Regions from separate parts of the Sus scrofa genome. Here region 1 is linked to region 2. A link is a contact called in public Hi-C data. All regions are on one chromosome and are shown on one strand. Each heading gives the region's core, a stretch centred on a gene start, on an enhancer-like site or on the middle of the called end of the contact. The rest is flanking DNA. Distances are from core to core; before and after follow the strand shown. Region 1 holds the start of MPP1 (55 kDa erythrocyte membrane protein). Region 2 holds the start of DKC1 (dyskerin pseudouridine synthase 1).

Evidence for each region. A called contact is a pair of places that touch in the nucleus more often than the background predicts.
Region 1: a Hi-C map of skeletal muscle shows a contact between it and region 2, with 4 times the contacts expected there. The contact joins the promoter of MPP1 here to the promoter of DKC1 in region 2. A contact is called at or near these places in 1 of 5 promoter capture datasets (liver), 11 of 47 Hi-C or Micro-C datasets (alveolar macrophages, blood, embryonic fibroblasts and 6 more) and 1 of 2 datasets of contacts at active chromatin or transcription factors (alveolar macrophages).

What each region holds. Positions count from the first base shown.
Region 1 is chrX:125,250,459-125,256,819 of Sscrofa11.1, forward strand. MPP1 (55 kDa erythrocyte membrane protein) reads right to left here and starts at 1,926. Exons shown (of 12, transcript XM_021080526.1): 1 at 1,794-1,926. SMIM9 (small integral membrane protein 9) reads right to left here. Exons shown (of 4, transcript XR_001302763.2): 4 at 4,279-4,841.
Region 2 is chrX:125,216,976-125,222,948 of Sscrofa11.1, forward strand. It overlaps DKC1 (dyskerin pseudouridine synthase 1), which reads left to right and starts at 1,953. Exons shown (of 15, transcript NM_001142668.1): 1 at 1,953-1,980; 2 at 2,624-2,694; 3 at 3,126-3,212; 4 at 4,298-4,389; 5 at 4,603-4,787; 6 at 5,400-5,464; 7 at 5,827-5,953. The coding sequence starts at 1,965.

The sequences.
Region 1 (6,361 bases), core at 676-3,175, 33 kb after region 2:
CTGTGCCTCAGCTCTGCAGATACAAAATCGTTCCCCACAGCCCCAGTCTGCTTTCCCTGAGGATCTTCGGTCCTTCATCCGCGCAAGGAGAAGGCGAGGCCGACGCTCACGGCCAGCTCTCCCGTCTCCAACTCATCCAGCAAACATTTCGGAAGGCCCACTTACTAGGCATTTAACTTGTAAAAAGCGAGTGTGAAACAGCCCTGCCCTGTGGTGCACGAGAGATTCCCACTGTGAGTTCGGACCCTGGGTTCTCAAAGGCCACCGTGCTTCTGCCCGGCGCGCTCTCTGTTTCTCTGTCCCTGCGGCCGCTCTCTCTTGGTACCTGGCCACCAGGCTGCGCGGAGGGGCGCTGGCCTGTGCCGGCTGGTGGCTGCAATGAGAGATGCGCCCGCGGGAGAGACCTACGTGCTGCGTGCGAGCCGCATCTACGAGTATGAGATAAGAAGAAGACGACCAGCCTCCCCTCTGGGCGTCTTTGGGGACAGTGGTTGGGAGCTCTGTCCCGGCCACCCCGGGAGTCTGGAGGGCAGAATCATCTCCGAAAGGATCCTCCGCCGGCCGGCACCAGGGGCCCTGCCGAAATGCAGAGGCCGGTGAGCGAGCACTTTAGAGCCGGGGTTGGCTTTCACAGCCTTTTTGCTGACACAAAAACAAGCATCTCAACAACACCGAGCGGACCTACTCCCAGATCTGCTCCTTCGTGTCTCTCCGTTACCCAGACTTCCGTCCACAGAGAAGTTTTCCTTGACCTTAAGACGCTCCCTGGCCAGGCCGCGGCCTCTCCGTTTCCCGCCCAGAGGTTCCGTTGGGGGCAACAACCCATCGCGCCCGAGGTCCCGCACGGAACCCCGGGGGCGGGACCTCCGCCCGGGGGGCAGGACCCCCGAGGACAGGGCCGCGGCGGGCGGCGCGGCCTAGAGACGCGGGCCGGCCCCTCCTGCTGCGCCCGGGGGATCCGGGGGCCGCTCACCTCGGGCCGGCTGCGCTTCTGCAGCAAGTGCTCCAGGTAGAGGTCGGAGAGCGCCGTGCGCATGCTGCCCCCGCCCTCGCTCTCGCTCGCCTTGAGCGTCATCCTGCGGGAGCCGGGGCGCGGGGACGCGGGGACGCAGAGACTCGGGGCCGGGCAGAGCCTGGAGTGCGAGCGCCCCGGGCCTGCGGCGCGGAGGCGGCGGAGGCGGCGGAGACCGAGGGAACGCGGCGCGGCTGGGCCCGTCACCACCCCGCGGGCGGCGCGCCGGGCGGGCGTGGGAGGAGCCCCGCCCCGCCCCCGAGCCCGCCTCCCGCCCCGCCCCCGAGCCCGCCTCCCGGGCCCGGACTGGGCGGGGCCTCCCCCACCCCGCCCGCTCGAGCTCGGGCTCTTCGTCTCCCCGAGCTCGCGGGGGCGGCGCGGAAGCGTCCGCGGGCTGTGCTGGCGGCCGCTCCAACTCCAGGCTCTACCCGGAAATCGACGCCGGCACAGGACGTTGAGGAAACGCGTTTTCAGGCTCCTGTGCGGCGGGTACACTGTCATCTACGTTTCGCCTGTAGTTCAGCGATGGAAGGAAGACCTGCTTGCCTCCAACGGCAAACTGTTCTTACTTAGGCTGCGTCTCCTACTGTTCACGCCACGAAAAAATTGAGGGATCAGTGGAAGCAAAGTGAGCCAACACTTCTTACAAATCCTAGAGCAGAATTCCTTCGTATCCTGACACCTTCGTAGCTTAAAACTGCAGCCTGAAGGACGAAAGACATTCTGAACGGAACCTTTACTGAGCTTCCAGAACTCAGGGCTGTTCACCATCTGTACACACCTTGACCCCAAGGGAGTAAATTCCCAGTAGAAGCAGTTCGTTACTCTATGCAGTCTTAGTCGGACCTTCCAGGAGCTCAGGGCCAAGAGGAGAAAATCCAAGGGCAAGAGTTTGGAGCCAGATAGCCCAGTGTTTTCTGCTAAAAGCCTGAGCTCACGTGATTGATGGCTCCCTTCACCAATATTACCCTTAAGGAACTATAACAGGAACACACACCCACACTCACACGCGCCCACACGGGGGCGGGGGGGAGACGGAAGAGAGCTATTGAAATTAAGACAGTGGGATGTTGGTGGAGGGATAGAATAATTGAGCAACAAGATGGGTTAGAAAATGAAGAAACACACATTGGCATGTGTGTAACTGTGTAAATGATGCAGGTTCCATGTTAGCTAAGAAAGTAAGTTGTCATTAACTGAAGCTGGAAATGGTTATTTGTATGGAAGACATGAAATGGGAACTCTCCTCCATGCCGCATGGAAAAAAAAGTCTATTCCACATCAATTAAGAATATGTCGAAAACACAACTTTAAAGCTCTTGACAGAAAACATCAGCAAAGAACTTTTAGACTGTGGGATAAAGAAAGATTTCTTAAACAATGCAAATAAACCATTTTCTATAAGATAATACTGACCAATTCGACTTTAAGAAATTTTACTCAACAAAAGACAAACTAAAGGGAGTTCCCTGGTGGTCTACTGGTTAGGATTCCATGCTCTCACCCCTGTGGCCCAGGTTCAATCTCTGATCTGGGAACTGAGACCCCACATCAAGCCACCATGAGCCATGGCCAAAAAAAAATAAAAAATAAAAAAGACAAAGCAAAAAGCAAAAAAAAAGTCCAGATGTGCATCGGAAGAAAATATTTTCAATACATGCACGTGATGAAGAATTCCTATTGTGAATATATGAAGGACTACAAACTAATAAGAAAAACAGAACCAACTCAGCAGAAAGATGAGTAAAAAAGACAAACATTTCACCGGCGGAGGAACATATATGAACCATAAACATATCAACCTCATTAGTGATCAGACCCCAGTGAAACACCACTGTACATCCATTCCATTATCAAAACTTTCCAAGTCTAACAATATCAAGCGCTGGAGAAGATGTGAATCCATGTGAGTTCTTGAACATTGCCGCTGGGAGTCTAAGTTGGTAATACTGTTTAGGAGAATGGTTTTTCATTATCTTCTAAAGTTGAACATGCATCTACCCTCTGAGCCCGCAGTTCCATCCTAGGGGTAGATATAAATGCCCATTCCAATCAAAAATCTCCACAGATACGTTTTGTGAAGCTTGATAATCTAATTTTAAAGGGCTTGTAAAGAACAAGAATGGCCAAAGTACTCTAGAAGAACAATGCGGGGGGACCCGCCTTCTGGACCACAAGAGCTAGAATAAAGCTGTGTTAATGCAGAGCGTGAGCAATAGACACAGAATCGGCACATAGACCAAAGCGACAGGAGACACAGTAGAAATGGCTACAGGCGACACGGCCGAGCAGCAGGGGAAGTGTAGACTTGCACTAAGTGCTCCAGGGCGCATCCAAACAGAAACCCAGACTGGTGACAGGTGAAGGCAAACACTTTATCTAACCCTCACACTTGGAAGAGCTTCAGAGGGAATGACTCCTTGAGCAAAGTTTAAAGTTTTCATTGCGGCAAAGCTCAGGGTGGAAGAGCACTGGGAGAGGGAGTCGGCTGACTCAGAGGATGCTCGCCTTTTTCTGGTCGGCTGGTTCCAGTTCAGGGTGCTCATTGCTTAGAATCAGGTTTTCTCCTCGGAATTTATGGCTTCTTAGAATTTACTGCAACTATCTGCTTTTCTCAATTCCTAGAACTGCCTTTAGGCACAGAAAGTCAGTTCAAAGTTCCTGAGTGGAAAAATATAGTTTCTCGTAATATTTTTAAAAAGTGAAATTACACTTTACCTCACACGATACAAAAATGTATTCTGAGTAGCTGAAGGTCTGAAATGTGAAAGGCGAAACTATAAAACTTTCAGAAGACAAGACAGGCGACTTCCTTTATGGCTTCAGGAGGCGTAAAGGACTCCTTAAGCACACAGCAAAAACCCGAAGCTAGAGGATAATAATTGCCAATCTGACGACAGCAAAATCAGTACTTCTGCTCATCAAAACACATCATATTGTGAGTGAAGATACAGCCCTCAAACTGGGAGAAAGTATTTGCCACATCAGAACCTACAAAACGTTAGTATACAGAACATACAGGAGTTCCCGTCGTGGCGCAGTGGTTAACAAATCCAACTAGGAACCATGAGGTTGCGGGTTCGATCCCTGCCCTTGCCCAGTGGGTTGGGGATCCGGTGTTGCCGTGAGCTGGGGTGTAGGTCGCAGACGCAGCTCAGATCCCGAGTTGCTGTGGCTGTGGTGTAGGCCGGTGGCTACAGCTCCGATTCGACCCCTAGCCTGGGAACCTCCACATGCCGCAAACAAAACAAAAAACAAAACAAAAAAAACCTCATGTTCCAATTTACTTGGGAAAAGCTTCGTATCACACCCTTTTGTGGAGATTCATATTAGCCTGGAGCAAAGAAACATGCTTAAATTTGTTTAATTCAGCATCTCTCCAACTTAATTGGCCCCAAAGCCCTATTATTTCATAACATTTATTAGAACAGAACTATTGTTTCAGAGAACAAATTTGGGGAAGCTGGTAGTATAAGCATAGGGAAAAGCTTGAAAAGAAATACACCAAGATGTAATCAATGTTTATTTCTCGTTGTACGAATTATGGGTACTTTTTCTTTCTTCTATATTTTATGAATTGTTTTGCAATTCATATGTATTATTTTGTAATGAAAGCAGCAATAAGTGTATTATCACCTTTGCAATTGCATGTTTTAAAGGCGAAAATAAAGAGAAAGGTAGTTTAAGCAGGAAGACAATTTAATTTTAACTGATAGGTGCTTCCTCCATGTAAGCCACTCTCCACTCTCTTGCAATCCAGCAAGCCAAACCCTCTGCTTGCCCAACTGAATCTTCTAGACGTCATTGCACTGGTTCACCTATGAGAATCCTGGGAAAGGAAGAGAAAATGATGAATGCCCAACCGAGTTTAAATTCCAGCACAGTCTCTTGGTCTGTCCAGAGTCACACGTAGTTACATCGCCTTTTCCAAGACAGGGTTTTAGACCGCTTCTTCTCTTAATCGGAACCAAGTGATTTCATGTGGAGGAAATGTTTTGATGGCTTGAGAAAGCAAGAGTAAGAATGTTGCTACAACAGTTGGGATTGGAGGTAGAGGCAGAATGAATTACAGTCAGCTGGTTTTTCTTCTTTTCTTTTTAAAGGATCCAATACTTTGGTTAGAGCCTTAAAGACTTCTTTCCTGTACATATAATTTTTAACAGCAAATCGGGTTTGGAGTTCCCATTGTGGCAAAGCAGCAACAAACCCAACTAGTGTCCATGAGGATGTGGGTTTGATCCCTGGCCTCGCTCAGTGAGTTAAGGATCTGGCGTTGCCATGAGCTGTGGGGTAGGTCGCAGACAGGCTTGGGTCTGGCGTTGCTGTGCCTGTGGTGTAGGCCGGCAACTGTAGCTCCGATCGGATCCCTAGCCTGGGAACTTCCATATGCCGCGGGTGTGGCGCTAAAAAGACCAAAAAAAAAAAAAAAAAAAAAAAAAAAAAAAACCCAAAAAACCAACACAGCAAATCGGGTTAAATTATTATCTGCTTTTTTCCACTCAACAGTATTTCATGAACATGATTTCACACAATCATCCAGCTACAGCAGTGTTCGGGTGACTGTATACACTCATTGCATGAGTGTTCAACGCTTCCTTTAAGCAGCTGATAAGCATTTAAGTTGGCTCTATTTTTTCACTATTATACGCCGTACTGAAAATGCCTTATGCATGTATTTCTGTGCACTCGCCCCAGCCACCAGCCGCTAGCTTAAGCCTTGTTACAGCTGCAGCTGGTGGTGGAGAGAGGAAATGAATAATCAGGCGCAGAGAAAGTGTTTGCAATCCTTACTGCGAGAGAGAGTTATTTTCGAAATCAAGTATTAGTGAGCAGGTACTATGTGCCCGGTTCCAAGTGCCCGTTTTTCCTGGCCCCCGTGCAGTTTATAGATTTGAGACTCCCGTGATTTCGGCAACATTTAAAAAATTATACCTTGAAATACTTTGTTGTTGTTGTATTATTTGGGGTCTTTTCTACTAAAAATTTAATCTTAGGGCTCCTGCATCTATCCTTTTTTCTCTGCTTTCCCTGTCTTGTTTGTTGCTCTCCCGTCTCTCCTGTCCTGTTTCTCCATCAAGGTCTCCTTGGCTTTTGCTCCGTCTGGCCTGCCCTCCTGCCCTCGCTGCCCTCACTGCCCTCTTGCCCTCCTGCCCTCCTGCCTTCACTGCCCGCACTCGTTCCCAGCAAGGCTCTACTGGTTTTTCTCCTCAGGCTGAGCCCTGTGCTTCAAAGAAAGAAGCCTTTGTCTTGGCAGCTTGTCTGCTTTATCTTCACAGATCTTTCGGATGCAGCTGGCCGGCTAGCCATACCTTGGGTGACAATGACTTAAAAGACACCCAATCACTTGCG
Region 2 (5,973 bases), core at 703-3,202:
AAAAGCAGGAGCAGCAGGGAACTGCAGGAGACCAGTGGAAAAATCTAGGAGAGCCATCGTGGTGGTATGGCTTACAGTGACAGCACTGCGGTGCTGAAAAACCCTCAGATTCTGGATCACTTGAAAGCAGGAGTGACAGGCTTTGCTGGTAGATCAGATGAGAAGTGTTGGAGAACCAGGCATGAGTACCTCAAATTTTGCCAAGTCTGTATCAGTTAAGCATTATAAAATAATGGGGGGAGTAAGGAATTGGTTGCACGGATTGGCGGATATTGAGGACTTTGGATAGCTATAAAAAGTCAAGTTAGGGAGTTCCTGCTGTGGTGCAGCAGGTTAAGGATCTGGAGTTGTCTCTCCTGTGGTGCAGGTTCGAGCCCCAGCCCTGGAACTTCCACATGCGGCAGGTGCAGCCACAGGGAAAAAAGAGTCTAGTTAGAGCATTAGTATTCTTGTCTTGGTATATACCAAAATAAATTGTAGATTGAATAAAAGTGAGAAAAACCAATCATATATATTTTTATATTTTTAAGTCAGAGTGAAATAAAATGGAAAAAAATCTAATCCTTGGATGGCAGAGGAGGAAACGGAAGAAAAGCAATAGCTGTCCTGTTTTATCAGCAGCGAGGAATTAGAAAAGATGGTACATATTCCATTTACGATCACAATAAAGAATTAGGGATCAGTCGCGTCTGCGCAGGCTCCGTTAAGGACTCCCAGTTAAGAGACACAGCAGTGAGAAGAGCAGCAGTGATATGGGAAGAGCACTTGAACCTGGGGGCACGTCTTCCTTGGCTGTCTGATTCCACAGCCGCAAGCAAGCTGTGCCTCTAGAGCACTTCGCATGGAGCCCAGTCGTGGAGTCCAAACTGAGGCTTGCCAGACGCGTAAAACACACGCGGGAAAGACTTGGTACAGAAAAGAAGCCCTATAAAATATTCCATTCATAATGTTGTCTGTTGCTCATAAGTTGACACGATAATTTTTTTTCCTTTTTTTAAGTTTTACTTTAATGATTTTTATTTTTCCATTATAGCTGGTTTACAGACATGATAATATATATATTTTTTATTTGTCAATGCCTCTTTATTATTCTTTAATCTGGAACAGATCTAGAACCTTTGTCTTTCATGCTCTACATATTTTTTAAGAATGCAGGCCTCCCTCAGTTTGGGTTTGCCTAATGTTGCATTATTCATGATGTTTCCTCATGATTAGCCTTTCTTAAACGAATACTGCAGAAGTCAAGTTTGGTCCTTCTAAAAGCACAAGATAATATTTTGGATCACTGAGTTCAAAAAAGTTTGCTATTAAAACCAATTTAACCTTTTTCCTTTTCCTTTTGTTCCAAGTGGCGGCTGGAAAATTTAAAAGTCCACAAGTGGCTCGCACTCCACTTCTATTGGCTAGTGCCGCTCTAGCTGGACGGGGTGACTTTCCAGCTCTCAGTGCCTCAACGTCTTCGTTTCTTAACCCAGGCTGATTCGGCACCAACCTTAAAGGGCCTGCGAGAGGACGCAAAGAGCGCTCAGCGGGGAGCCTAGGTGCTCCGCCGAGGTCCAGGCCCCGGAGCCGAGCGGGCGGCCACCGGGGCCACGCCCACTGGCCGCCGGGGCCACGCCCACTGGCCGCCGGGGCCACGCCCACAGGATCCCAGCCTCGGGGCCTGGCGGCGCAGGCGCTCCCAGACCCAGCCGCCGAGGGCGGGACGGGGGTGGGGGAGGCCCAAGGCGCACGCGCGCAAGAGCCGCGGCTCGGGGTTTCCGCCAATGAGATCGTGCGGCCGTCTCGCGCGCGCTTCGGGCTCCGCCCCGCCAGCCCGAGCCCGCCCACCCCGCCCCGCTGCACGACACGCACGGGGCGGCGCACAGGTGGGCGGGCCCTGGCGGCGCGGCCTGACGGCGGCGGGAGTCTGTAGTCGCTTCCTCGGGGGTGGCCCACGCGGCTCACACGCTCTGCCGGGCAACATGGCGGACGCGGAAGGTAAGTGTCGTTCTTCCCCGGGCGATCGGGTTGAATCCCCCCGGCCGGGGCCAGGTCCGTCGCTGGGAGAGCCGGTGGTGCGGGGAACAACGTCGAGGCCCGAGCTCTGCTAGCTCTAGCCGCCGGGCCTCCTGTCGACCTTGTCTCTTGGCCTTGGCTCCACGGGTGAGGGCGGGAGAGCGAGGGGCCCCTCGGTGCCTGACGCCACACGGCCCGGGTCTCCCGCCGGCGATCCAGGGCCCCTTAGGGCTCTGGGTCGCCGTCAAAAGGCGTCCGCTGCCACCAGGTCGGACGCCGCGGACCGACAAGAGGCCGGAGGGGCTCGGGCGAGCGCGTAGCCCTAAGTCGAAAGGAAGTTGTGGGAGCCACTAGCCTTCGGGGATTATCCGCGGTCACTTAGGAAAGTTAGGGGCCCGCGGGCCGCGCACCCTGGCGTGTTTAAGCCCCGCCGCAGCCACGTGGTGAGCCGGGCCGGGAGGCGACACGTGCAGTGCTGTCGTCACCCGAGCGTTCAGCCCGCGCATGTGGTCCCCCACGTCGTCTCACCTGCGGTGCATTTCCTACCTGCCCTGGTGGCCTTCTCTGACTTAAACTTGGTCGTCTTTATTTTCTGGGAAAACTCCAATCCTGGCGTGTTTTGTAGAAGTACTTATTTTACCGAAGAAGCATAAGAAGAAAAAGGAGCGGAAATCATTACCAGAAGAAGATGTGGCTGTGAGTAGGAATTTCTTTTACTTCGCTTTTACTAAAAAGAAAGGTTACTGAGACAGCAGTTACAGAAGATAATTCTTTAAAGGTTTCTGCAGAATGGGCTGGAATTGGGTGGTGGTTGGGTAGAAACTGCACAACCCCAGCCAACCTAAGCGTTTTGTCTAAAGAGGTAGCCTTTGCTAAAGGGTGTTGGCCACACCAACTGCTCTGCCTGAAATTCTCTTTCTTATCCCACCCACATACCCTGTGCCACATATCTTGGTGGCACTTTACTCACCCTTCTGAGCTGTTGAGCCGCTTTCCCTTGGAGGTCCTGGTGAGAAGGCACAGGCTACTTTGGTTTTTATTTTAAAGGCACAGACTTGTGTGGTAGGAATGGAATTGTTCAGAATCAAGTGGGAAGTCTAACAGGCTGTGTTTCTGTCCTGTGGCAGGAAATACAGCATGCTGAAGAGTTTCTCATCAAACCTGAATCCAAAGTGGCTCAGTTGGACACATCTCAGTGGCCCCTGTTGCTAAAGGTGCGTATGCTGTCAGGTCGGTGCCTCACTTCTAACCATTCTCAGTTTCGTACTTAGCTTCCCGGTACAGACTTGAACCAGTTTGTGCAGCAGGCCGTGCTTGAAAGTGTGTGTGCTCTGACACCAGACCTCTCGCATCAGGCAGTGTGTGACCCTAGGCCAGTCATTTAACCTCTGAGGCTGTTGGCAAATCGTATCTTCTCTCAGAGGTAGGCGGGCTGATGGCTACAGGACCTGACCCCTGAAGTGTGTCTAGCTGCACACTACGCCTGGTGTTCCCTGGACTTTGTGGACTCTTGGGTTGGGTGTAAATGGCGTAGTCGAGCAAGGAGTCGAATTACAGTTTTCACAAACAATGTAACGGGCAGCAGCTCTGACATCGGGAGTAAAGTTAGTAAAAGATCCCTCGACGAAGCGTTCGGATAAACCAGTATATGTGAGCGAGGCAAGAGGCTGGGATTTGCTCGTGTGAGTCCATGCAGTCGAGATTCGGCTTGGCCGGCGTGTGTCATTCGAAAGCATGCGGTTCTCTGTCGTGACCTGCGAGTGAACCAGGGGGGCGCTGTCCCTACTGTCGCGAAAGTTAAAATCTAGGGGTGGGAGGTGGCGATAGGACCAAGACGAAATGAAACGGGGTCACACGAAAGCTGGCCTTCGGTTGAAGGGAGTGCTTGCAGACGGAGCCTTGGGAAAGGGTGAAAAAAAGGTGGCCGACTTGAGAAAAGCGAGATCGGAGCACGTGGCAGAAACAGGCTGGTCGGGTTTTGCCAAAACTGTCGCCAGTCCTCCTCATTTTGGGCCTCTTTGGTGGGTCAAGGCCAGGCCATGTTTTATGCATAAGCCTGCACGCGTAGCCGAGTTGGTTCCGTAGTAGCCCAAGAAATCTTTCTGGAGGACGGGTCACGTTGGTCTCGTTCTTATTCATCACGACGGAAGTTAGTCTTTGCAGCCTGTAAAGAGGCGGGTAATGAAAACACAGGAGCAGGCTCCAAAGGAGACCCCCACGAGCAGCCATGTCTCGGTTGGGGGTTCTGACTCTTGTTTTCAACGTGTTAATGATTTGTTTATTTTGTGTTGCTTTCTAGAATTTTGACAAGCTAAATGTAAGGACGACACATTACACTCCTCTTCCTTGTGGTTCGAATCCTCTGAAGAGGGAGATCGGGGACTATATCAGGTAGGGTGTTGGGAGCAGGACTGTTGAAACGTCTCAAAACGACCCCTGCGCCTCAGTTACGGAAGGTGTGGGCGTGTCTCACGGTGGCGTTGCCCGAAGCGCCGGGTAACGGGTAACCGTTCCCGAGGCGGGCTCTTCTCTTTCCCTCTTCAGACTGCGTTCTCACTAGAGGACCAGAGCCCATGACGCCATGCTGTCTTTCCCGTGTTCCAGGACAGGCTTCATCAACCTTGACAAGCCCTCCAACCCCTCCTCACATGAGGTGGTAGCCTGGATTCGACGGATCCTTCGGGTGGAGAAGACGGGCCACAGCGGGACCCTGGATCCCAAGGTGACCGGCTGTTTAATAGTGTGCATTGAACGAGCCACCCGCTTGGTGAAGTCCCAGCAGAGCGCAGGTATGTGGAGGGGGCGAGGGGGCCACTTTGAGGCTGGAAGGCGTTCTGCATTTCCTTTCCATTCGATGACATCTTGGTTCTCGGAAGTGATCTCTGCATTAGTAAAAGCAGACAAGGGGAGTTCCCTGGTGGTGCAGTGGGCTAAGGACCTGGGGGTCATTGCAGCAGCTTGGGTCACTACTGTGGCGCAGGCATGACCCCCGAAAATCCCCAGAACATAAGCAGGGGTTCTGTTGGTTTCTGCGTACCGCCTCTCCTCTGCCAGATCCTGGCGGGTCTGCCTTTCTTGTAGTTTGAGGTATGAGTTCTGCACGCTGAATCCGGCTCTAGGCCTCTGTCACCTGTAACTCCATGCTGCTGCTTCTGCCTGAAGCCCCCGCCCCTCATCTGCATCTGGGAAAGTCTGTGGACTTTGACCTCCGTAGGAGCCGGTGTCCTCATGCGTTTCTCACATCGGCACCGTGAACCTGCTCTTGAGGCAAATTTTATAGAAACAGCAAGGAGGTCAAACTGCCTGCCTTTTCTGGTTGCACAAAGTGGGAGTGGTAGAAGCGTATAAAAGATACAGAAAACTCAGCGGCCACGCCTGACTACTCTTTTGTCATCTTCCAGGCAAAGAGTACGTGGGGATTGTCCGGCTGCACAATGCTATCGAAGGGGGGACTCAGCTCTCTAGGGTAAGTCTGTGACTGGAGGGCCGGCGCCTTTCAGGTAGCAGCTTGGGTCTCCGAGTCCCCGGGCCTCTGGAGACAGGTCGGTTTTCCTGGCTGGCCTGTCTTGCGCCCTTTTCCATGGCTGCCGCAGCCGACTGGGACACGTGACTGCAGGTGGCAGAGGCACGGGCAGTCACGTCCCTTCTGAGGAGAGGGTCTGAGCCGCCCCTGGGGAGCCGACGAGAGCCTCGGCAATGGAGAGCACCTGTTAGGGCCCGAGGGTTCGAGAGAGGCCCTTCGCGTTTCGCTTGTCTCCCCACGTCGGCCCTTGGTCTCATTTAGAGTCCATGCAGCGAGTCTCTGTTGTGGTTTGTGCTGGTTCTCAGGCCCTGGAAACCCTGACCGGTGCCCTGTTCCAGCGCCCCCCACTCATTGCTGCAGTGAAGAGACAGCTGCGGGTGCGGACAGTCTACGAGAGCAAGATGATTGAGTTCGACCCCGAGAGGAGACTAGGTGGGCCGCTAGGCCTGTGA